Regions from separate parts of the Pan troglodytes genome. Here regions 2 and 3 are each linked to region 1. Evidence: chromatin contacts called from public HiChIP or PLAC-seq data. All regions are on one chromosome and are shown on one strand. Each heading gives the region's core, a stretch centred on a gene start, on an enhancer-like site or on the middle of the called end of the contact. The rest is flanking DNA. Distances are from core to core; before and after follow the strand shown. Region 1 holds the start of EFHC1 (EF-hand domain containing 1). Region 2 holds the start of GSTA4 (glutathione S-transferase alpha 4). Region 3 holds the start of FBXO9 (F-box protein 9).

Region 1 (4,885 bases), core at 2,154-4,653:
TATAATCCCAGAACTCTGGGAGGCTGAAGAGGGAGAATCACTTCAGCCCCAGAGTTCGAGACCAGCCTGGACAACAAGATGCTGTCTCTACAAAAACTAAAAAAAAAAAAAAAAAAAAAAAAAAATTAGCTGGGTGTGGTGGCTTGTGCCTATTATAGTCCCAGCTACTTGGGAGGCTGAGGTGGAAGGATCACTTGAGCCTGGGAGGTCCAAGCTGCAATAAGCTATGATTGAACCACTGCACTCCAGCCTGGGCAACAGTGAGACTCTGTCTCAAAAAAACAAAAGCTTACCTACATTAAAAGATTCTGTATTTTAAGTTAAAACACTTGAACAAGAACAAGGAGCGAAGTAGCCACCTAAGCTTAAAGTAAAATTTAAAGCTGTGCTCTGTAATGCCCAATTTAACTACCAATTCACCTTGCATGAGAGATTAAAAGAGTATCTCATCTATACTCTTAAGTTTTTCACTAGTCTTCTCATGTTTTTCATCTGATATCTGGGGCCGTAAAAACTGTAGAACCTAGAAGATATGGTTCTGTGAATTTTATTTTTACATGGAATGAATTTATTTTTACCTGTCCCTCTTGTCACAATGACAGTGATACATTCTTACAACTCTTTGGAAAGCAACTGGATGGTATATATTTAAAGTCTTGAACTCAATAATTCTACCCCGACCATTTATTTACGAATATGATTCAGAATTATGAGAAAGAACTATATGCCTGAAGCTGCCCATTACAATGGTAAATGTTGAAGACAATCTAAAAGACAGTCATATGAAGACATGAGTAAATGATCGAAAACTCACTCAATGGATTATGGTGCTGTCATTAAAATATTGATTTTAGAGATCAAGTGGCAACCTGGTGAAAATATTTATGATTTAATAAGCCTGAAAAAGCAACACATAAAATTATATGTGTACTGCAATTATAAGCATGGAAATATGTGCATGAAGAGACTGGTTTGGTCCTCCGTATTATACATTTCTAAATTATGTTGATTTTTTACAATGAACACATTTTTATTTAAAAGATTAAATAAAAAAGAGTAGAAAGGCAAATTAGAGGTTATGTTAATGGTTTCCTTTTTCTGTTGTGAGGATACTTTCACAATTACATATCTATAATATTCAAATATATATATAGATACAATTTAAGATTAATCATAAAAAATATTTTTATGAAAAAAACTTTCTACATCCTAATTGCTTTAGAGCCCAGCCTACCATCTTTCAAGATCTGTACTAACATGAAAGGTACAACAGAATAAACTTCTTTTGCTAAAAGGGTTATAAACTGTGGACATTTGTTTTTAAAGGTCATGTATTCAGAGTCACAAGTCAGTTGACAGGGACTGCTCCAGGTATATAGTAAACATGACATAGAACAAAATGCGCTGAGTTGACATCCTCATTGGGTAATTTATGGAACTTCAAGCTCTTCTTCCACCACCAAAGACAGAAGCAACATCAGTGACTTCAGTTTATTTCTTTGTTTTAGACAAATGTCTCTACCATCATTCAGCCATAACTCACAGGCACCCCAGGCAAGGCAACCTCGGCCCTTTCCACCCCTCTTGTCCATTATGGTTCACCTTCTGTGTGTCTTTTTTTTAAATCGTTTTCCCACTCCCCTTTAAAATTTTTTTAACTTCTTATCTGCATGTCTTTAGAATTACATTAATACATATTCAGTCCTTCACTGCTGAAGATATACTGACGATGCTTTTCAAATTTCAAATAGGGCAAATTGGTTGACACTTGGCCAGTGTATTTAAAATCTGAAATACGTCCAATGCACAGTTCTTCTTACTTGTAATACAGCAATATGTTTTTAGAGCTTTGCACTTCCATCCACACCTCTGTAATTCCCTGTATCAACTCAGCCCTGTCTACACTCACCAACACCAAAAGCTTAAGCTCATCCTGTATAGGGCAGGCAAGTGCCTACAACATTTTCTAAATTACATAAAACTGAAAAGTCCACTGAAACTAAAAATCTATGATGTTGTGTCTTAATGCAGGGATAATTACAGAGATTCAGAATACAAATTCTCTCACCAAACTTTCGATTTCATTCTAAATTGATTCTTCCGAAGAAAATAAATTGACAAAATATTTTAACTTTGTGAAGCTGGAGAGGAAGGCAAGAGTTTAAAGTATTAAACTATATAAACATAAACTACTGTTAGCTCATCTGTGATGATCAGTCTACTGAATCTCATTATTGATTTTTCAGCACATACATTTCAGTAGCCCCGTCAGAATTAAAACAAACCAAATAATTTTAAGAGCTAAACTGTGGCAAGAGTTTAAAAAAAAAAAAAGAATCCAAGCTGCTGCTACTTTTTAAAAAATTTTGTCTAGAAAATGCAAATAAAAACACAAGGTTGGGGAAGGAGCAAAACAAAATCTAAACAGGAATCTTTTTACAAAAACGTTAGAATAAAAAGAATAGAGCCGGGGAAGAATAAACAGCAACTAATCAATTCTTGAGGGAACTGGAAAGGAATATCTCTTACAAAGCAGGGAAAGATGCTTTGGGAGGAAGGTGAGCAAGTTTTGGGGAAAACCCGCAATGGAGAAAGAAAAGAATGGGGAGAGGATGGGACTAAATTGTGGAAAATGTAGAAGATGGAGAGAAAAGAATGGGGTTGGATGCAAGATAAAGAAGAAAGGAAAAAGACCTGGCGGAAAGAAGAGGAGCGGAATCGATATACATACAAAACAGGAAATGGAGCTGGGAGTGGGAGATACTACCGGGTACAGGATTCAGAAGAGGAAGAGGTGGGGCGGGAATGACGGACCTGTGGGAATGAGGATGAAGGTGCATAGTGGCGGGGGGGTTTAAGGGCGGCGATGGACGGAGACAGGTTATGATGTGAGAGAACGAGCTAGGGAGAGGGCCCAGAGATAGGTTGGGAGTAGGGTGGGGGAAATAGTGATCTAAAGGGACAAGAGGCAGGGGCTTGGAGGAGCAGGGCCGTAAGAAAGAACGCGGCTAACGGGATGAGAATGAAGGCGCCAACACACTGCCAAGATGGAGTGGGAAAAAACTAGAGAGGGATGAGGCGGAGGGCAAAGGATCGGAGAGAGGGGATGAGGATGGCTAGGGAAGAACGGCAGAAGTTCGGCCCAGAATAAAGAACAGGGTCAGGACAGAAGACGTGTTTGGAGAGAAGACAGACTTGAGTGGAGGGGAATGGAGGTGCACTGAGAGGGGAAACCTCCTGGGCTGCTGGAAGGTGGGGACAGGTGGGAGTCTGGCAGATAACTGCTCACCGTAGAGTCCTTAAAGGACGTGCCCGGAAGAAAGGGCAAGCCATGCACGGGATTGGACACCATTGCAGCCGGTACCACCGCCGCCACCTAGGTCCTGCTTCGTCCTCTCCGGTTGCCCAGGCGACGAGCAGCGTTCGCGGGCACCTCCAGGCTCCATGGTAACGCTAAACATCCGGAACTCCCACGAGCGGAAGGCGGGGCCAGGAGGCGCAGGCGTCACAGGAGGTTTGCGCGTGCGCCATCCGCAGGACTCCGCGTTCTCGCGGTAAGGGGGCCGCGGCCTTGGAGCGCGGCTAGTGGGCGTGGTTGTGTCGGCCCCTCCTCTTCCGCTTCGCCCCGCCCCGCTCCCGGAGGATGAGACGTGGGAGCTGTTGGGTGGCGCGGGGAAAGGCGGGTGTAGCGAGGCGGTAGTTCTCGCTGTGAGATCCGGGGTCCGAGCAGGCCCTTAGATGAGTTGCAGAGAGGGACGTTCCTTCTCTCCTTCCACCTAGTCCTGGCGGACCTCACTGCGCCCCGCCAACGCTGTGAGCTCAGGCACTCTTTTCTCCCCGCTCTGCCCCATTTCACACAGAAGTGTAAATGGTCGGTCCAGTTGGCAGTGCTACTAAACTAGACCCATGCTTCTTGTAGGTAGGGGCCGAGGATTACCCATGATTGTGTTTCTGTTGCTCAGGGATGGTCAATGAACTAATGCAATCATCTCATCCTTAATTCTCCCACTGCCACATTGTATTTTTCCCCTTTTAACTTTTTTTTAAAATCAATCTTTCTCTTTCTTTCTTTCTTTCTTTCCTTTCTTTTCTTTCTTTTTCCTTCCTTCCTTCCCTCCGTCCCTCCTTCCCTCCTTGCTTCCTTCCTTCCTTCCTTCCCTACTTCCCTCCTTCCGTAGAGATAGTGTCCCACTATGTTGTCCAAGCTGGTCTCGAATTCCTGGGGTCAAGCGATCCGCCCACCTCGCCTCCCAAAGTGCTGGGATTACAGGCATGAGCCACCGCGCCCAGCTCTCTTTATTCTACCATCAATCCCTTCGGTTAAACACCTTCGTTCTTGTAGGGAAAGCCTTGAATATGTGCTGCAGGGCAGGGTGCACTCTGATAGGTACTTGATTTTTGTTGACTGAAGAGCTGCAGGTTGAAGGGTGGTCACCTCAATCCCTCGTTTGTACCTGCAGCTGCAATGAAAAAGATCAGAACCACTAGGAGGAACACAGCTCCTTCAAAGAGAAAGACTAAGTCTTGGGAAAGAAGCAGATAAGTGAGGTGAAATATTGTCAGCATCATAGGTATAGCCTTTGATGCTTTTTACAAAACTTGCTTAAATTATTTTTTCTTAAAAGAAACATAATCCTATTCCTGAAACATTTTTTTGGTGGGGGGAAGAAAGCTATCCATCATTGCTGAGGAGCTTAAAAATAAAAAGTAATCAAAAGCCACGTGCCGAGAGATTTGGATTCATTAGGTCTGACATGGAGGCCAGGAATCTGATTTTTGTAACAGGCGTTTGTGACAAGCCAGTTTAGGAACATGATAGAGTAATAAGCCAGACACAGAAGGCATATCTCAGTGTCACAGGTAGTTTACTGCCAATACAGACAGC
Region 2 (5,073 bases), core at 1,056-3,555, 580 kb before region 1:
TCCCGCCTCAGCCTCCTGAATAGCTGGGACTACAGGAACAGGCCACCACGCCCGGCTAATTTTGTATTTTTAGTAAAAACAGGGTTTCACCATGTTGGCCACGCTGGTCTTGAACTCCTGACCTCAGGTGATCCGCCCGCCTCAGCCTCTCAAAGTGCTGGGATTACAGGCGTGAGCCACTGCGCCCAGCCCTCAATGGCTTTTTCAACTGTCTAGTGGGCATTTCCAGCTGGATGGTTCATAGCAACAAAAGACAAGTCAACCCATTTTCCCCAAACTTTGTCTTCCTTCTCCGCTCTTTATGGAACTAGAAACCAAAGCATTGCTCATTCATTCATTCAACAAGTGTTCTCTGAATACCTACTCTATACTAACCAGGATGTACAAAAGGAAAACCAAAAGCGCAAAAATCCTCGATCTCGTGGAATTTACATTCTAGGAATCTACAGACAAATAAATAAAAAATGTCCTGTTAGATGACAATACATGTTATTAAAAAAAAGACAAGAAGTGTGTGTGTGTGCGTGTGTGTGTGTGTGTGTGTGTGTGTGTGTGTGTGTGTGTTGGACAGGGCATCATTCTAGACTTTTCTTCCTCCTCCCTTCCCTTTGATCTGATTAGTAAATGCTTTACCACCTACCTCCTTAGTATTTCACCTTTTCTTACTCATATTCTTCAAACTCATGGTGCTACTTTAATTTACACAGACACAAGAGGTTTCTTTCTCTACCCCTACTACCCCAATTCATTCGCCTCACTTTGGCCAGAGAAACCTACTGAAAATAAAATCTGATCGTGTTAGCTGCTGCAATTGTTCAGCACCCAGGCTTGTCAAGCAAGGTACTCTCGAGCGCCCCCGTGGGTGAAGAAAATAACAACATCTATAGCCTGAGAAATAGCAGAAGCTGCCTCTAAAAACAAAATTTATTTTCGAAGGCATATATTTCAAACTTTGAAATCTATGTGAATTTTGCAATTGTTCCATAATATAGCCCTGATAGTTTTAATATATTTTTAATGTTTTAACTAACTTGCCAGCCAAATTATTCTTTTAGCACCACCCCCAACTCCAAAGACCCCCTTCCAAACAGGTGCTGACTTGAGACCGTGACTATAGAGCACTTGTCTCTAAAATGTACAAAATGAAGAGAAATCTCAAGATGTCCCACTGAGATGAAGAAAGAAAGAAGAAAATATGTATGTATGTATACATGTATATACATGTATACACAAAATTAGAAAAGTTAGGGTCTACTGTATAAATTAAATAAGGGTTGACAGTGCTTTTGATTTTAATCTGTATGTGGTACTTTGCCTACTTAACACCCTTATGTGGATTTCCTGACGGACTTGACATTCCTGTCAGGAAAGCATTGCGTACTTGCTGATTAAAAAGCATCTAAGGGCCGGGAGCGGTGGCTCACGCCTGCAATCCCAGCACGAGGCAGGAGGATCACCTGACGTCAGGAGTTCAAGACCACCCTGGTCAACATGGCGATACCCCGTCTTTACTAAAAATAGAAAAATTAGCCGGGCATGGTGGCGCGCGCCTGTAATCCCAGCTACTCGGGAGGCTGAGTCAGGAGAATCGCTTGAACCCGGGAGGTGGAGGTTACAGTGAGCCGAGATCCGTCTCAAAAATAAAAAATAAATAAATAATGAAAAAAATTAAAAATTTAAAAATTAAAAAAACATTAAAAAAAGCATCTAACTTAGATGGATAATGGGTCAAAAGAAAGGCAAACTGCCACATGCAGCGCCTCATTTGGATGTGTCTGGAGTCTTGGAAGCTTGACTACCCTACGTTCTCCTACAAATGGACCTTGAGAGCTTGTTTGGAGGTTCTAGCAGGGGAGCGCAGCTACTCGTATACCCTTGACCGAAGACCGGTCCTCCTCTATCGGGGATGGTCGTCCTCTTCGACCGAGCGCGCAGCTTCGGGAGGGACGCACATGGAGCGGTGAGGGAGGAAGGGGACACCCGCCTAGCCAGCCAGATCAGCCGAATCAACCCTGGCGATCAATGGGGTGACAGATGTCGCAGCCAGATCGCCCTCACATCCGAGGTACTCAGGCGGCGCACAAGCTATATAAACCTGAAGGAAATCTCAACTTTACAGTTAGGTCAAGTTGTTTATCGTACTAGAGCTTCAGCAGGAAATTTTAACTAAAATCGAATTTAACCAGTATAGCAAATATCATTTATTCCCAAAATGCTAAAGTTTGAGATAAACGGACTTGATTTCCGGCTGTTTTGACACTATCCAGAATGCCTTGCAGATGGGTGGGGCATGCTAAATACTGCAGTGTCCATTGGTGAGGTCGTCCCGGAGCCTCGCCCAGCTCCCGCGCGCTAGAGCCGCCTGCTGGTCTCACCCAGCCGGGACCGCTGACCTTGCGCTTTGTGCGGCTCCAGGCCTCCGAGTGGACTCCAGGTCTGTCTCCCTCCTGCGGTCGCCCCCTTCCTCGCCCTTTCTCTCTTCTTTTTTTTCCCTCCCCTTTACTCTCTGAGTCTCACTCTCGCATTCTTCCCTCACTCCCCCAGTTCAGTCCTTCTCTTGTCTTTTTTTCCTCTTGTCCTTTGTCCTCCTGCTCCATCCAGTCTGGGCAGAGGTGGGCCCCTTGGCTGGAGCTGGGGTCCTTCTTGGCTCAGTGTGCATATTTTTTTTTTAAACCCCTTCTGCGGAGTCTGAATGCATTGGTGGAAGGTGGGCTCGGATCGTCCCCGGGCCTGGCTGGGCTGCCGCTACGCCCCTGCGTGGGCTGAGCGGGGAAGACGAGCATGGGAGAGTGCGATCTCAGATGGCCAAGCCCTGGCCCCCGGCTCGTTTTACAAGGCCGGGGGCTCATCTCCCAGTAGGGGTGGTGGACACGCGGGACCCGGGGGGGGCAGCCACCGCATGCGTGACGGTGGACGCACATTTTGCAGACAGTAGTAGTACTCGGCCTGTTCACCTTCCAGTTGCCGTGATAATAAAATATGATGATGTATGTAAAAGCATGAATACTTGAAGAGCTTCCAGTGGCTGTGCGATTTTCCTTCGCTACCCTCTTCAACGCCTGCCACCCCCTATCCCCAAGCTGAATTTGGAAAATCTGAGATTCTCGAGGTCAAAATATATAATATTCTGAATTTGTGAAATCCCGTACTGCTAGCACATATGTTTTTACAACAAATGGCCCCAGCTTCCCAAGATCCAGGATAAGAAGTCATAAATAGAAATCATATAAAAGCCAAGGTTTTTTTCTCCGTGTTTTAAAATGGTGGTATTTTTTTTCTTGAGTGAGGGCAAATGCAGCAACAAAAATAAAGAACAGTTTCCCGTGCCAAAATCCTGAATATTCATTTCGCCCCTGAGCACTGGGTTGAAGACGCGAAATTGGGGCTGTTGGTCTGCGACGAGCTGCTGCATTTGTATTTCAGAAAGCCTGAAAAGCTATCATGGCAGCAAGGCCCAAGCTCCACTATCCCAACGGAAGAGGCCGGATGGAGTCCGTGAGATGGGTTTTAGCTGCCGCCGGAGTCGAGGTACCTTATATGCTGTTTCTTCACGGATTTGTCATACAGCTTTTGAGACCTTTGAAAGAAAAATACGTTTTGAAGCACCGTTCAGTTCTAGTTCTCGTCCACCAAAATCACAGGCACGCTTCACTGAGTCAGATACCATCCCTGAAGGGATTTTTCTTTATAATTAGAACGTAGTTGATGGAATTCTATTTTCCTTTTGACTTTTACTTAATTATTGGCTTCTGATCTAGCACCAATGAATATTTATTAATAAGAAGAAAGGAAATTTACCTGAAAATTGTCAGTTACTCTGAGCTCTTATTAATTATGCATTCTCAGGGTAAATTTCTTGTTTTCTTCAGTGGCTTCAAACTGGCAGCCTTGGTATCTTGCTTACATATGTGTGTGTGTCTGTTTTTGTTTTCGTTCTGTTCTTTTAGCTTCTTATTATGGAAATTTTCAAATACCTATAAATGTAGAGAGAACATTGCCATGAATTCCATGTACTCATCACCCGACTTCAGCAATCATCAGCTGTATGCTAATCTTGTTTCATCTATCACCTCCCTCCCCTTGTTTTGTGGGAGTATTTTAAAGCAAAATCCAAACATCATAACATTTCATCTGGGAGTTCCTCAACATTTTCCTCTAACAGATGAGGATTTTAAAATGTAGCAATATTATTATCACATCCAACAAAATTAGCAATTCTTTGTCATCTAACCTTCAGTCTGATTGTCTCAAACAGGCATTTTGTTTGTTTGTTTGTTTTTATAGTTTGTTTTAGTTTGGATCTAGACATTGGTCTACGCATTACATTTAAAATGGTTATGTTTCTTTCGGTGTTTTAAAAACCTGTAAGTTTCCTCTTCATTTTTTACAAATTTATATTTGGGAATATTTTCAGATTTATAGAAAAGTTGTAAAATAATACCGTCCCTCATTCAGTCTCCCTTAATGATAACATCTTACATCACCATGTCATATTACGAAATTAACATTGGTGCATGACTAACTAAACTACAGACTTTATTCAGATTTCACTGTTTTTTCTACTAATGTTCTGGGTTTTTTTTTTGACGGAGGCTGGCTCTGTAGCCCAGGCTGGAGTGCAGTGGTGTGATCTCGGCTCACTGCAACCTCCGCCTCCCAGGATCAAGCAATTCCCCTGCCTCAGCCTACCTAGTAGCTGGGACTACAGGTGCACACCACCACGACCAGCTAATTTTTGTATTTTTTTAGTAGAGACAGGGTTTCTCCATGTTGGCCAGGCTGATCTCGAACTCCAGACCTCAAGTGATCCGCCCACCTCGGCCTCTCAAAGTACTGGGATTACAGGTGTCAACCACCACGCCCGGCCCTTTGCTAATGTCCTTTTACTATCCCGCGATCCAACATTATATTTATTCATCCTGTTTCCATAGTTGCCAACAATCCATGACAATTTCCCAGTCGTTTCCTTCATTTTACCATCTTGACGGTTTTGAAAAGCACTGGTCAGATATTTTTGTAGAATCCTCTACAAATTGGGTTTATCTTGTTTTTTTCATGATTAGACTGAGGTTA
Region 3 (4,755 bases), core at 1,589-4,088, 650 kb before region 1:
TTGCCTCAGTTCAGTCTGTTAGCTAATAGATTTATTAGCAAATGAAACTTGCTCAACACTTACTGTAAAAAAATGTGGCAATCAGGGAAATGGCCTTCAAGGTAAGCTAGATAATAATAAAACCCACTTAATTTTACTGGTTCCAAAGATGGTAAGTTTTACAATTGCAAATTTTAGTCATATGTTATTTCAGGGTGGCGTGGGGGGAGGGTAATGTTTATATTAACACACATCTTTAACACAGCTACCAGATATACTTGCACTATATTACAGAACATAAATTAGCCTTGCCTCCTATCTTATCTCTGGCAAGCAGACTCAAAGCAGAGGTGCCTTTCAGACTTGAACCAGTTAGTATATGGTAAAATGCTGGGCACACTGTAAAGCACACATCTGTGAAGAAATAAATGAGATCAAGAACTCAGATGAATTTCTAGAAAAATGGAAAATTTAAGGATTAATGTATTGTCAAGTACATTATTTTTTAGTTTCTTTAAGTTGGGAGCTTTTCCTACTAAGAACACCATTAGTAGGAAAATATGTAATGAAAGACTGAGCGTATAAATCCCACTGAGAAGTGTATTTCTCTCTCTTCTCAAGAGTCTGCTTTATTATTGCAAACTCTAAGTACAGGTAATGCGAGGGGACCTGAGTTCTGTGGGGTATCCTTTGTAATTTAGTTTTCTAACTCTTGCCTAGCAGTCATTCTAAACTGACTTCAAGAGCTTCCCCTGCTCTGTCCAGTTGGCTTGCATACGCTGCTTGCTCTATCTGGAATGCCTTCTTCCTCACTTAGCTATTTCTACTCATTCTTCAAGATTCAGCTCAGGGTTCATCTTAGTCAGAAGCATTTTTCAACATTTTTGTGTTCCCATAACACTTGTGCTTACTTTTATCACAACATTTGTACTGAGGTTGGCTGTTTCATTTACTAGATTTAAGGCATCCAGGACAGGAACACATCTCAGTTACCTCTGTAACCATAAGGTCAAACACATTGCTTGATTTGTAGTAAAGGCCTGTCTAGGCCTCAGCTGTCATGTCTATGGGACATCTATAAAGAGGTATGGTGATCTACTGAGGTCCCTTTTCATGTGACATTCTGTGATTAAAAGTTTATCATAAATCACCTTGCAGGTTTGGTTATATTGAAGATCTAGTATTGTACCAGAGTCTCACACTATGCCAGGCTAATAGGTACTCAAAAATATTGGCTGAATCGACAAATAAAATGCCATCTGGATAATGTGTATCTGAAGGATGAGGAAAGGAAATGGGAGAAGTGTAATATAGACAGCATCTTTCTTCTCCCCTGTGTTACAGTGGAGCTCTAAACCATTCTTACTTTGATTTTGACAGTATGATCACAAAAACAAACTATTATATCTGGGATCGGCTGAGTTGACATTTGGTCAATTCAACTACTACTTGAAATAAGTAGGGCCTCAGATGCCACCTGGAGGTTTTCCTTTTATTTTTCATAATCGAGTTTGACCTAAATATCACCTTCACTTGAATAGCTCACGTGTATGAGTAGTCCATGTCTTCATCATGTTACTCCTGTTTCACAGGTGCGATTAATAAATTATAAAGGCTAAGTACTTAATCCCGGTCAGAGAACTACTTCTGAAAGTTTAGGGGCAGGGGCAATTGCCTTTTCTATCCTCCAGATTAATTTAATAAAAATAAATTCAGCCATTCATTTATGCAATAAATATTTGAGTCCACTATAAATTAAATCGTTTGGAATTACTGCATCCCTGATTCTTTAAGCCCCAGCCAGAGATTAGTTTCTCAGATGAACAATTTATTCTAAACCAAAGAAAGGCATAGGGCAGAGACTACGTATTCCAATATGGAACAGTCTCATGGAATCTTCACTGTCAAGCTCTGCAACTTAGCTCAGTCTCTCATTTGGACGGCACCGACGCCGCGGAGACGAACCCTCCAACCCCACTCCGCCAGGACCGCCTGCCAACATCCTACCCAGGGAATGACGCCTCGCGGGGCAGATGCGTCCTACACCCAGGGCTCCTCAAGGTGCCGGCAGGGCCTGTCGGTGGGCCTGGTTTTTCGGCAGAAGAGCAATCAACAAGTGTCTCCTCTTGCCAGAGCTCCCTCCCGAATTCAGGCGCTGTGACAGCTTACCTCAATCTATGCTCAATGCTTCTGATAAAATCCCTCGAGAGGACCGAGACCGGTTCAATATACTCAGTGAGCCGAAAAGGGACATTTTCCCCGGCTGTCCTGCAAACCCTCCTCCTCACATCGAGCTCGGCGGGGGTTGGGGAGGCTCAGCAGGAAGGAATCCTGGGGAGAAGCCAGGGTTGGCACCCCCGCCCCCCGACGCACTCCTTCTCAGGCCAGGGCCCTCTAACGGGTGGCAGCCGTGAAGCTCCCACTCCTCCCAGAGTCCCCGCCGACCCCCAGCCCTAGGCCCGGCCCCTCTGCACACCACGCTCCCGCCCCGCGGCGTCCACCCTCGAGCCCCCTGGCCAGGTTACCATGCTGGCGGGGCGGCCTGCTGCGCTCGAGGGGCTCTCCGTGCCCCCTCTGCACCGCCCCCCGGAGGAGGGGTGCTGGGTGTCCGGGTGTCTACTCCTGCCTGTCTCTGCAGCGGAGCTTAGCAGAGTTCTCGGTCGGAGAAGCGCACCAGGCAGCGGCAATAACTGCGGGCCCGGCGTACGGCAGCCATCTTCGCGGGGCAGGGGGCCAGATCGGGGCGCGCTGGGGTGGCGGCGGCTGCCGGGGACTCGGGGAGTGGAGGGACGCCCGTTGCCAGCCGAGGCGGGGGATTGTGCGAGCACCGGAGCGTCAGCCCTACTGGAGACCCCGGACGCCGCCGCGTAGCTGCCCCCTCAGCTGCGGAAATCTGCGCCGACGCGCCGAGCATGCGCAGTGCCGGTGCTGCCCGTGTGCGCGGCCCGGCCACCCATCCCCGCGGGCTGCCTAGTGGAGGGCTAAGGGTCGCGGACCTACTGTGTACGCGCGCCTGACGCGGGGGGTGAGGCTGCCCGGGTGCCGAACCTCAAGCCCAACCCGCGTGTTGGGCTGAGTGAACACTTAAGCGAACTTGAACAAGCATTACCTCAAAAATTTTTACAACCCAAATTTAGGGGTGGGCCCTTAAAGCAAGCCGCCCTGAGAAGCATCGAACTGGACGTTTGGGACAGTCGCTACAAAGTCCTCGGAGCCTCTGGCTAGAGTCCCGCGCCAGGAATGCGGGAAAACAGTGAAATTTCTCAACAGTCACAGTTGTTATAACAACTAAAGTTTTTGAGAGCACAGACAGACTGGAGATTGAGGAAAAGACGCGCTTTGGTGCCCAGCAGGAGGAAAGAGCCAACGCAAGGCATGTCTCACTACAGATCCCATAATGCAGTGCGAAAAGGGCTTGCGATTCCATGGCCCTGAAACCCAAGTGCCGTGGAGACGGCGCCCGCGAGGCACTCTGGGATTTGTAGTCGGCCGCTCAGGTTTGAGCACCGGAACTTACACTTGGTCCTCGGCCCCACCTCTTAAAGCCCAAACTACCTGATTTCTTCTTGAGTGAATGTACTTGTTCATAAGGTGATACTTTGCTTTTACACAATTTAAATCTTTTAAACTACGGGTTTGCCTGTTTTGTGAAAACTGATAGGCTTCATAGCCTATAACCTTAATTTAGCAAACATTTACTGAGTTTTTAAAGTTTCTAGTGGTGCCAGGGACTAATAGGCTTCCAAACATTCAATGAGTTTACAGAGTTTAAATTTCTAATCCATTCTATTCTGGAGAGATTAAAAATGCAGTACATCGGCTGGGCGCGGTGGCCCACGCCTGTAATCCCAACACTTTGGGAGGCCGAGGCGGGTGGCTCACGAGGTCAAGAGTTCGAGACCAGCCTCACCAACATGGTGAAACCCCGTCTCTACTAAAAATACAAAAATTAGTCGGCTTTGGTGGCGCGCCCCTGTAATCCCAGTTACTCAGGAGGCTGAGGCAGGAGAATCGCTTGAAACCGGGAGGCAGAGGTTGCAGTGTTCGCGCCACTGCACTACAGCGTGGGCGACACAGTGAGACTCCGTCTCAAAAAAAAAAAAATTGTAGTACATCTTTGGCACAGAAATGGAGGTGAAAGTGCTGAGGGAGGGGAGAGAGAGAGAGAGTGAAGGGGAGAGAGAACGAGCTACAATAAGGAAGTCCAAATGCCGTGTTTTGTTTTGCTGAGACAGAGTCTCGCTGTAGCCCAGGCTGGATTGCAGTGGCGCCATCTCGGCTAACTGTAACCTCCGCCTCCCGGGTTCAAGGAATTCTCCTGCCTCAGCCTCCTGAGTAACTGGGATTACAGCGAGCGCCCCCAAGCCCAGCTAATTCTTGTATTTTTAGTACAGACGGGGTTTCACCATGTTGGTGAGGCTGGTCTTGAACTCCTGACCTCGTGATCCGCCCGCCTCGGCCTCCCAAAGTGCTGGGATTACAGGTGTGAGCCACTGCGCCCGGCCTGCCATGTTTTAATATTGGGATCCACCCTTCGGATGCGTGTGTTTTTATTTGCACCCTAAGTCAGCTACCTATAAAAAATGCCTTACTGTTTAAAAGAGGGCAAAAATTTAAATTTTTTGTTTTAAAGGAGACTCTAGGGCTTAAGTCTTTTTAAGGATAAATTTCCTCCCAATGAACTCCTTAAAATTGAATTTTGAAATTTAAATTGGGGGGAAAGGTTAAATCTAAGATTTATAATAGAATAAAATGATAAATGTGACTCTTTTACAT

What was found. HiChIP or PLAC-seq counts read pairs in DNA pulled down with a chosen protein or histone mark.
Region 2: an H3K4me3 HiChIP or PLAC-seq map of stem cell-derived excitatory neurons shows a contact between it and region 1, with 7 times the contacts expected there. The contact joins the promoter of GSTA4 here to the promoter of EFHC1 in region 1. A contact is called at or near these places in 1 of 7 Hi-C or Micro-C datasets (stem cell-derived neural progenitor cells) and 1 of 1 datasets of contacts at active chromatin or transcription factors (stem cell-derived excitatory neurons).
Region 3: a contact with region 1 is called in an H3K4me3 HiChIP or PLAC-seq map of stem cell-derived excitatory neurons, with 17 times the contacts expected there. The contact joins the promoter of FBXO9 here to the promoter of EFHC1 in region 1. A contact is called at or near these places in 1 of 7 Hi-C or Micro-C datasets (stem cell-derived neural progenitor cells) and 1 of 1 datasets of contacts at active chromatin or transcription factors (stem cell-derived excitatory neurons).

The regions. Positions count from the first base shown.
Region 1 is chr5:58,276,431-58,281,315 of NHGRI_mPanTro3-v2.0_pri, reverse strand. It overlaps EFHC1 (EF-hand domain containing 1), which reads right to left and starts at 3,403. Exons shown (of 11, transcript NM_001280343.1): 1 at 3,290-3,403. The coding sequence starts at 3,352.
Region 2 is chr5:58,851,997-58,857,069 of NHGRI_mPanTro3-v2.0_pri, reverse strand. It overlaps GSTA4 (glutathione S-transferase alpha 4), which reads left to right and starts at 2,305. Exons shown (of 7, transcript XM_518543.6): 1 at 2,305-2,434; 2 at 3,424-3,528. The coding sequence starts at 3,442.
Region 3 is chr5:58,923,186-58,927,940 of NHGRI_mPanTro3-v2.0_pri, reverse strand. It overlaps FBXO9 (F-box protein 9), which reads right to left and starts at 2,838. Exons shown (of 13, transcript NM_001160295.3): 1 at 2,505-2,838. The coding sequence starts at 2,507.